Regions from separate parts of the Mus musculus genome. Here region 1 is linked to region 2. Evidence: chromatin contacts called from public Hi-C data. All regions are on one chromosome and are shown on one strand. The core of a region is the stretch at or near the end of the contact, and the rest is flanking DNA. Distances in the headings are between cores, read along the strand shown. Region 1 overlaps Arhgap24 (Rho GTPase activating protein 24). Region 2 overlaps Arhgap24 (Rho GTPase activating protein 24).

Region 1 (4,495 bases), core at 1,580-4,079, 120 kb before region 2:
TTTGTGGGAAATGGTTTATCAAACAACAATTTAGAGGAGTGGATAGTTTCACAATCTGATGAAAGTCTCTCAAAAGTTCAGCAGATCCAAACACTCTTTACTGTGATGGTTTGAATGAGAGATGTCCTCCACAGGCTCGTGTGTTTGAATACTTGCTCCCAGTTAGCGGTGCTGATTTGGAAGGTTCTGGTATTTTATGAGGTGGGTCTTTGTTGGGGGAAGTATGTCAAAGACTTACTTTAAATGTTTTGGGCCTAGTCCCTCATCTCCTTCCCTCCCTTCCTCCCTCTCCTTTCCTCCTTCCCTCCGCCCATCCATCCATATGCCCCCCTCTTTCTATTCCTGCCCTTGCTCCTTCCTGTATGTGGATGAATTGCAATCACCCAGTTCCCTGTGCCTGTCACTATGCTTTTCTTGCCTGTTGCTATGTCTCCCAAACCATGATGGACTCCATACATGTGGAGCTATAAACTAAAACAAAGTCCTTCTCCCCCAAGGTGCTTTTTGTCACCATATTTGATAACATTGACAGAAAAGTACCTAGAACATTTAGTATCTCTATTCCATGACTGCCACCACCATTAGTAGTAATTTTCCTTTAAAGCATTTTTACCATTTTATTACACATACACATGAGATGTGCTTATAGAATGGATATGTTCATGTGGGGGGTATATGGGCATTCTATGGCACACGTGTAGAAGTTAGAGGGTAGCCTCTGTTATAAATCCTTACCTTCCTTTCTATGGTCTTGTTTACTGTGGCATACATGAAGCCTGTGAGCTTCCCGGGATAGGATTCTCCTGTCCCTGCCTTCCATCTCACTGAAGAGGCAGTGGGATTACAGACATGTGCGATGACATCCAGTTTCCTTGGGTTCTGGGAATCTGAGCTCCTGTCTTCACATTTGTGCAGCAAGCAGTTTATCCACCCACAGATCCATCTCCTGAGCCCTTAGTTACAGCTCACAGATGTGCAGTGGACAGATGGCTTCCAGCCTGCAAACCCTTGATTTTCCCTTAGAAGTAAGTAAATGCGGCTCACAGAAGGACATAAATTTATGGCACATATGACACTGGGCATACACAAACTTTGTTGAGTTCCAAGCAATGACTAACATTTTTAATGCCAACTTGAACTGAAGTTGTCCACAGAACAAGAATTAAAGAAACCTCCTCAAAATCCACATTTAGAACATAATCTGAAGCCGCACATTAAATCTTTTTTTCTTACTATTTGATTCTTAACTGATGCTACATCTGTTTGGCTATAGGAATGGCATTTCATTTATGTGTCATTCCTCATTCAAGAAGCGTTGGCTACTACTAAGAGATCTTCAGTATCTGTCTGTGGTCAGAGGGCTATGATGTCTGCAGTGCTGTCGGTTACCATACCACACCCTGTTGACTAAGACAGTCAGGTGACTACATAGAGGAAAGAAACCAAGACATCTCCTACCACCAGGGAGCTGTTGGCGAGTGGCTGTCTTCTCCTGAGACTTGGTGGTAACTTCACTGAGCACTTCAGAAGGACTTCCTCCTTCTGTAACTGCCTCTCTAATACAGTCTACTACTCTGTGTGCATTGTGTGTGGTGAATGTAAGTGTATATAAGTGTCCTTGATGGTGGACACACATAGAGGTACATAGAGGGAGGTCAGAGATCAACAGTATGTCTTCCTCAGCTTAACTTTTGAGACAGAGTGTATCACTGAACCTGGAGATCACTGATTGCCTAGACTGGGTAGGCAATGAGCTCCTGAGTCCCATAACCCTCTTACCTCTACCTACCCCCATCTACCCACACAGCCCTCCTTCCACACTGGAGTTCATGTCCTGTGCCTCCACACCTGGCTTTTTAAGCATAGGTAGTGGGATCCAAACTCAGGTCCACACGGTTGTGTGACAATCACATTAGGGACTGAGCCATCTCCCCCTACTCTCCTCAGTACCACTTATATCCAGTATCCTAATGTAGGTAGGAGTTGACATCTCTGTTTCTCCATAGCCCACGTGTTCACACAAACAACATACATCTGAGGCCTTGCTCCTCAGATTACGGCCAAATACCAGCAAACACTAACACAGTGTTTACACAGCTGCTCTTTCCTCTTCATGATTAAGCAAGTTTGAGTACCAACAAGTTCCACACCATTGTGCAGTTCTGACCTTGACCCCATTTAGGTTTTGCTGTGTGCACTGGGAGGCTTTGGCCTTTTTCTCTCACACTTGTGAGGTCAAACAAGTTTCTTTCTCCAGAAACTTTTCTTTTCAAGCCAGTCATTTTTGAAGTTTTCCTACCTTAAATTATATGATCCTTCATTTCTTATTGCTTGTCACAGACACCCACAATTTATAAAAACACCCATCTTCCATCTAAGAAGCCCTAATATTTGGCTACTCTTCTAGGCTGGATGGCATATCCTTCTACTCTCTAGATTTTATTATGGGGCCAGCAATCTTACTATATTTTCTCTATAACAGGAAAACATCAGAGCCACACTGCTGCTATCTATGTTAGAGCATCCAGGCAGACCTCACATATCCCATAGCTTCTCTGTCACTGTCACTCCAGCAAAGCATGTCTTCATTCCTAGTGGACCACAAGATAAAATTCTTTTAAGAACTCTCAACATCATATGTTCCTAGAAGCATCGAGGATTTGTGTAACTGCTGTCTTAGTGCAGAGATATAGAGATGGCCCGGGGTACCTAACAGCTAAAACACTCATCAGTTTGAGTCTTTTCATGCAAGCATGCCTTTAAATCCAGCCATTTAGAGGCTAAGGCAAGTAACTGCTTCTGAGACCTGTAGAGGGCAGTGTTGACGTGCATTCTGTACTGTGTTCCACATTCTCACAACCCAGGCATCCAAAGAAATGGAGCATCTCGGTGAGTCCAGTTATCTTAGTAAGGATACCTAGTTTATTGTTCCTACCTTTGAGTACCTCACAACATATTACAACACCATTCCTTTAACAAACATCCTCTCTACTCCTTCAAGCACTGTTTCTATAGACTGTTGTATTCTGATGATTTTTTAAAAACCACTAAAAATGATTCTGTTTTAAACTAAACTCCAGCTTTGAGTATGGCTCAATCCTGGGCTACTGTAAGGTCATGACATAGCGGGTTCTGTTTTTCTTTTTTGTTTGATGTGTCCTCAATGCTTTGCTTTTCTCAGTCCCGGTACAAAAAGTAGTTGCTGAGACTGCCTCTCAGACATTTTATTTTTCTCTTAGGAGATGTGCATTAGATCCATTGTCCTTGGAAAAAATTTAATAGTGTCATGATTTGAGATCAAAGTGAAACTCAAACTCGTGGTGAGACCTAGCAAAGTTAAAATGCTTACATCAGAGGTGGATTTGCTTGTTGCTTCAGGCATGTCATTGAAAGCAGAAGGACAGTTTCTAATGCTGAGCAGGGTGGATTTAAGTGAGGGGAAGCCGCAGCTGTGACATGGCCATTTGTACCCACTGGCAAAGATGCGCAACCTTGATCTGATCAGATGGAAACAAGGTTTGTGAAGACTATCATTTCTGTATTTTCAAAGAAACAGACCAACAACCTGAGTGCTGTCCCAAACCAGGTCACTTCCTAACAGAGAATAGCTTACCTACTCTACAGTTCAGATAGAAGTTAGGGCACAAGATGGATAGTTTTTAAAAATAAAGTTTTATAAGGGATGAAGAAAAACAGTCAAAACAAATATCACAAGAAAAAATGCAGCTCTTGAAATTGAATGGTTCAGGAATTGATTAATGGATCTACAGGATGGTTTGAGAACTGATTAGTGGGTCTACAGGATGGCTGGATGTCTCAGGAATTTATTAGTAGATCTACAGGATGGCTGGATGGCTCAGAACTGATCAGTAGGTCTATAGGATGGATGACACATGAACTGATTAGTGAGTCTATAGGATGTGTGGATGGCTTGGGAACTGATTCGTGGGTCTAGAGGATGGATGGCTCAGGAACTGATTAGTGGGTCTACAGGATGGATGGCTCAGGAACTGATTAGTGGGCCTAGAGGATGGCTGGATGGCTCAGGAACTGATTAGTGGGTCTAGAGGATGGATGGCTCAGGAACTGATTAGTGGGTCTAGAGGATGGATGGCTCAGGAACTGATTAGTGGGCCTAAAGGATGGCTGGATGGCTCAGGAACTGATTAGTGGGTCTACAGGATGTCTGGATGGCTCAGGAACTGATTAGTGGGTCTACAGGATGGATGGCTGAATCTGAAGCATAGAAGATAGGGAGTGTGGGGCTGCATTACACAGATTAGGATCTGAATCACGAAGGGAAAATTCTTTGACAAAGTGGGTGTTCTAGGTGAGCCTGTCTATTCCTGCAAACTGGGCACCTGGTTGCTAATCCCCTCATTTGACCACTTGAGCAATATACACAGTGCAAACCCAACAGCACTTATATCACTGCTCCAGCTGCACCCTTTCAACCACCCTGGAAAATCTCCAAGACAATAGGAAGACAAAACAA
Region 2 (4,950 bases), core at 1,789-4,288:
GCACACTATCCCTAACTCTGACACTCAATCACTCTCCAGTGGTCTTCAAACATGTCCTATCTGTGTCCTATGAGTGCCACGTGTCTCAGCAGTTCCCGTCCTTCCCCTTCCGCATCTCCCTCTCTCCTCTCCTTTTCCTGTGTGCTTTTCCTTCCTCAACCCTGTGAGTATTTCCAAGCACCTCCAGAAAAAGATAGGTTTGTTCATTTCCCAAAGGAATATAATCTGTGTTCATAAGGAAGAGTCTGAAACAGTCTTCGACTTGGTGAGAAATCCTCCTCTTAGCCCTGCATGCCCAGTCCCTGTTACACTGTGTGGCTTCTTTTCCGTGCAGGCAGGGAATGCCCCTGCAGTGAGCAGGCATTAGAGCCTTTGGCTGGCCTGCAGACAGCAGTGTCCCCGTGCACTTTCATGTGACATCTTACTGAAGGCCACCAACACCTGAGGACAAAGAACTGGACCCCAAGAAACTTGGCATGATGTATGGCACCTGGGTCAACAAGGACATGCAAAAATAAGCAATAACAGCTTTAAGATTTCAGTGTCCTTTTTTGTGGTTTACAATTCATCCCAAGATGGCTGTTACACAGGTTAGTATTGACATATCCACAGAGAGATATCTAGAAGACAAGAGCACTGGCTGAGTTTATTAGTGATATTGGAGAGATATACAGAAATGATCAGTGTGTGACATTTTGTGAGCTGGCACCAGTAAACTACTTGACCATGTCCTTTTTGTTGTGTTTGTTTGTTTGTTTGTTTGTTTGTTTTTCGAGACAGGGTTTCTCTGTATAGCTCTGACTGTCCTGGAACTCACTTTGTAGACCAGGCTGGCCTCGAACTCAGAAATCCGCCTGCCTCTGCCTCCTGAGTGCTGGGATTAAAGGCATGTGCCACCATGCCCGGTTCTTGATCATGTCTTTTGTTTTTACTAAATTACAATTTCATGTAGAATCACCTGAGCAAAGGGACATGAAGGGGCTTGGGTGTGGAAACACCACACACTACAGGGAATGTTTACACCCAGGAGGAGAATGCCCTACAATAGACAAAAGGAATATCAGTCCTTTTTTCACAAAGGCAAACTTTCCACAAAACTATAGGCACCCCTCCACCGGTGCAAAGCCCCTTGGTGTGCTTCTAACAGTGGTGACGGAAGCAGCATGGTGACTAGGCTGCCTCTCAGTCTTCAGGTGCTTCCTGTCGTGTGTCGGAGAATGTCTGGCAATTAATAAGCCAGCCTTTGTCTGCCCCGTGCCCTCCTGTACATCAGTCTGTCTTTCCCCCACTCCTCTCCCTCCTCTCTGGCATTACATGCTCACACACATAGCACAGCCTTGTTCTGCCTCCATGAGAGTAACTTGTTTACTCACTGGGCTGTACTTGAGGCTAGTGACAAAGACTGCACAGTATCTTGTTCTCCGGGTTAGTTTGCCGAACGACGAATGAGTGGATCACTAAATATAAAGACTCAGACTTGCTCAAGTTTCCAAGCTCATTGGTGATAGATTCCAGACTCAAGCTTGGAAAATTTCATCTTACTCTCCTTCTCGTAGACCTTAACAGAGATGGCCAGAGATATCCTAACAGCCTCTGTGAGGCCATATGGCCAGAGAGTGTGAACTGTTTCCTAAGATGCTCGCCCACAGCTAATACTTGAGGAATGCTCTTGCACCTGCCCTTAGTACCTGAGCTCGCATTCAACCTCCTGGAAGTTTTGATTTTTCCATGTGTCTGAAAGTACTGCAGCAAGAGGAGGGAGTTCCCAAGGAGACTTAGGAAAGGCCAGCTGCTGTAAATAACAAAGATGAATGCTTGACGGATTCCACAGAGATCCCAGGTCCGTAAACACTCGGATTCATTCTCCTCTTCCAGCTCTCTCTACCCCTCTGACCTTTGTGAAATAATGTGTATTTTTCCTGTTGTGCTGAACTTGGTGAGTGGCTCTTGTAGAAATTTAGAAAAACACAGAAAATCCCAGAGAAGGGAACTGAAATGCCCCAAATGTAATCTCATTACTCAGATAAACACAGCTGTCAGCTCGGCTGACTATGCTGTTCTCCACCACACAGTATATATATGTGTGTGTGTGTGTGTGTGTGTGTGTGTGTGTGTGTGTGTGTGTGTGTGTTAGATGGGATTTTAGTGTGTGTGCTGTAATCCTCGGCTTTAAAAACAAGAAGTGTTCTCAAACACTATCCTTGTGGTGTTGTATGTGATGGAAACAGAGGCAGTTGGTGAAGAAAAGGCACTCGTAGAGTGGGAACTAGCTCTGGAGGTGGGAAGACAGAACCTGGGGCCTCCTGAGACATTCTTACTTAAACACTGTATTAGATAAGGGCAATGCACTGCCTGACTTATGCCAAGTGGTAGAATTAAAGTATACATTTTCACGAGGAAATCACTTATCATGTCAATCACTTTATTTTGACAAAATAATATGTGTTTATTACAGAGCACATGAAAAAAGTGAAACATAAAAAGGAATGAATCAAAATCAACTATCGTCTGATGAAGTAATCTCTTAACACTTTGGGATATATTTTCAGCCTCACTTCTTCACACATAGACATACATCCAATATCTAAATATAATTAAAATCGAGTGTCAGGGAATATACGCAGCTTTTTTTTTAACTAAAAATACATTTCTTATTAGCTATTCATATACAAGAACATTTCCGTGGTTTCTTAGTGTTCCAATATACAAATAGAACTTGACTCATGAGTCCTCTATTTCTGGCTATGATGGCTACCATCAGCCATGTCAAGTTTATTTATCATAAAAGAATCTTTCACATATTTACTGACCACGGGTAATTCTTTAATGAGTTGTCTCATATACATATCTTTTCCAACATCATAAACATGGGTTTTTTCTTCCTCAGTGCTTGTCTGCTAAGGATGAATATGACAGGGAAGATATAGAGCAGGCTGGGGAGCTGCCTCCCACCTCAGCCAGCTGTGAGGAGTCACTGTTTGCACCCCATTCCTAAGCATCTCATTCAGACCTAATGAGTCATCTGTGTTGGTTACTGGAAAACAGGAAACCCCAAGTTCCAATCCAGTCATGACATCATCAGCTGTTGGAGTCTAGAGCAGTGTCTTGTTCTACGGGTCACAATAGTCATGAGAGTTACTGACTCACAGCGGTCAACACGAGCAAGCATCCTTGTGTGCCCAATGTACTCTGCTGTTGACCTCATGCAAACTCAACATCAATGATGGAAACCTTGTCTGAATACTTCATAGACTCAGGGAGCCTACTCCATCTTTCTCCAGTGTTCTAGTCATCTGGCCTTGAAAAGCGAAATAACTGGCTTTTCTATGATATTCTACCTCCAAGAATACAGGATGCTGAGCCAGCAGGTTCCCACGCCTCTCTCTTTCAGTCCTGAAATGAACCCATCCCTGTGTAGTGTGACCTCTTTTCTTTGCTTGGACACAGATTCAGGCGTCTTCATTGCATCTAAGCTAGCACCTATGTGGTTTAGCCTAGCACCACTACTTGATACCTGTATAACCTTCCCAAATCATCTCACAACTACACTGGAGGCCCTTCTTCTTTCTCAAACAGTGAAAAAATTTCAAACTGTCAAACTGATATCTGTGTCATGACAGCTTCCTATCGATATCAAAATAATGAGCAACTTTATTTTACATGGGGTATCTGTACAAGTTTTTCCAAAACTAGCTCACACTGCTCTGTCCCTGCCCCCGTGATCCCAGTCTGCTTTTACTAACACCTTGCATCTGAGATGTTCTACACTGTCTCTTCTTTGTGAACAGTTCAATGCCAACAGCTTCCTGCCCCTGCCATGTCTCCTCAGATTTACAGCATTTGCTAACATCTCTATACAAATACCATCTCCTCAGTGAACACAGCCTATCTTCCGATTTAAGTCACATCTGTGTCTCAGGAGTTCTTCTCTTGAACAAGGCCCTCTGAGTCAACCGAGCAAGGCTTATATGAACTTACAGAGGCTGAAGTGTCAAGTACAGGGTCTACTCAACTCGCCACCAGGTCTTCTGTGTACACATTAAAGATTTCAGCTTAGTATTTTTATGAGACTCCTGAATGTGTGAACGAGTGGGTCTCTGATTCTTGTGCTTGCTCTTAAGGCTCTTTTCCTTCTGTTGAGTTGTCTTGTCCAGCCTCAATGTGGTGGCTTTTTTTTTTTTAAATCTTACTATATTTTATTTTGTCCTGTTTTCCTGTTCTCTCTTAGAAGCCTGCTCTTTTCTAATAAGAAAGAAAAAGGGAGTGGATCCAGAGTGGAGGTGAGGTGGGGAGGAACTGGGAGGAGTAGAGGGAAACTGTAAGCAGGATAAATCGTATGAGAACAAAATCAATTTTCAATAAAAGGAAGGACTAAAAAGGAGCCCTCTTAGCCTCAGAACGCACTCTCCCTAGTAGTACTTGGCATTCTGTGTGTCTGTCTCAAGTGCTTCTGTCTGTCTCAGATGCTGAACTCTCAGCGCTATTAGCACTTGCACAGCAATGAGCTGCTAATCTCACAAATGTCAGCACCACCAGATGGATACGAAGATTAAAGAAAGAGTGACTGAGTGAGCAGACCATCTCTACCCTTTGCCTACACTGAGTTTTCCAGCATCTGTGGCTTACCATCATCTGAAAATGAGATCAGCAACATTCTGATGATCTTACATTTTTCCCCACTACTTTCTTTTTTCTTCTTCAGAAACATAATATTGTTAACAAGAGATATTTGTTCCTTAAATGATCTTTATAAGGATGCCCTGAAGAAACACAACAAAAGACATGTCTAAATTGATATCAAAGGAGGTTAATATATGGGAGAGCTATTAAATCCCATGTAAGCTCCAACAATCAGCAGCAGATAGGTGTCCCAAGGGGAACGGTCCCCACACAGAGAGATGCAGCAGATAGGTGTCCCGAGGGGAATGGTCCCCACACAGAGAGATGCAG

What was found. Hi-C and Micro-C count contacts between places; a contact is called where the count stands out from the background.
Region 1: a contact with region 2 is called in a Hi-C map of muscle stem cells, with 4 times the contacts expected there. The contact joins two enhancer-like sites. A contact is called at or near these places in 21 of 484 Hi-C or Micro-C datasets (ECoMG-derived neutrophils, Sertoli cells, adipose-derived mesenchymal stem cells and 13 more) and 1 of 115 datasets of contacts at active chromatin or transcription factors (fibro-adipogenic progenitors).

The regions. Positions count from the first base shown.
Region 1 is chr5:102,691,010-102,695,504 of GRCm38.p6, reverse strand. The region is part of intron 3 of Arhgap24 (Rho GTPase activating protein 24); the gene reads right to left. Among named protein-coding and RNA genes, the nearest start is that of Gm30396, 62 kb to the right of the region's middle. Within about 2 kb of position 2,829, at least 14 of the 459 cell types and tissues checked have an H3K27ac peak or open chromatin away from gene starts, as enhancers often do. A contact at or near this core is called in muscle stem cells, where this site is marked.
Region 2 is chr5:102,575,024-102,579,973 of GRCm38.p6, reverse strand. The region is part of intron 2 of Arhgap24 (Rho GTPase activating protein 24); the gene reads right to left. Among named protein-coding and RNA genes, the nearest start is that of Gm30396, 54 kb to the left of the region's middle. Within about 2 kb of position 3,038, at least 43 of the 459 cell types and tissues checked have an H3K27ac peak or open chromatin away from gene starts, as enhancers often do. A contact at or near this core is called in muscle stem cells, where this site is marked.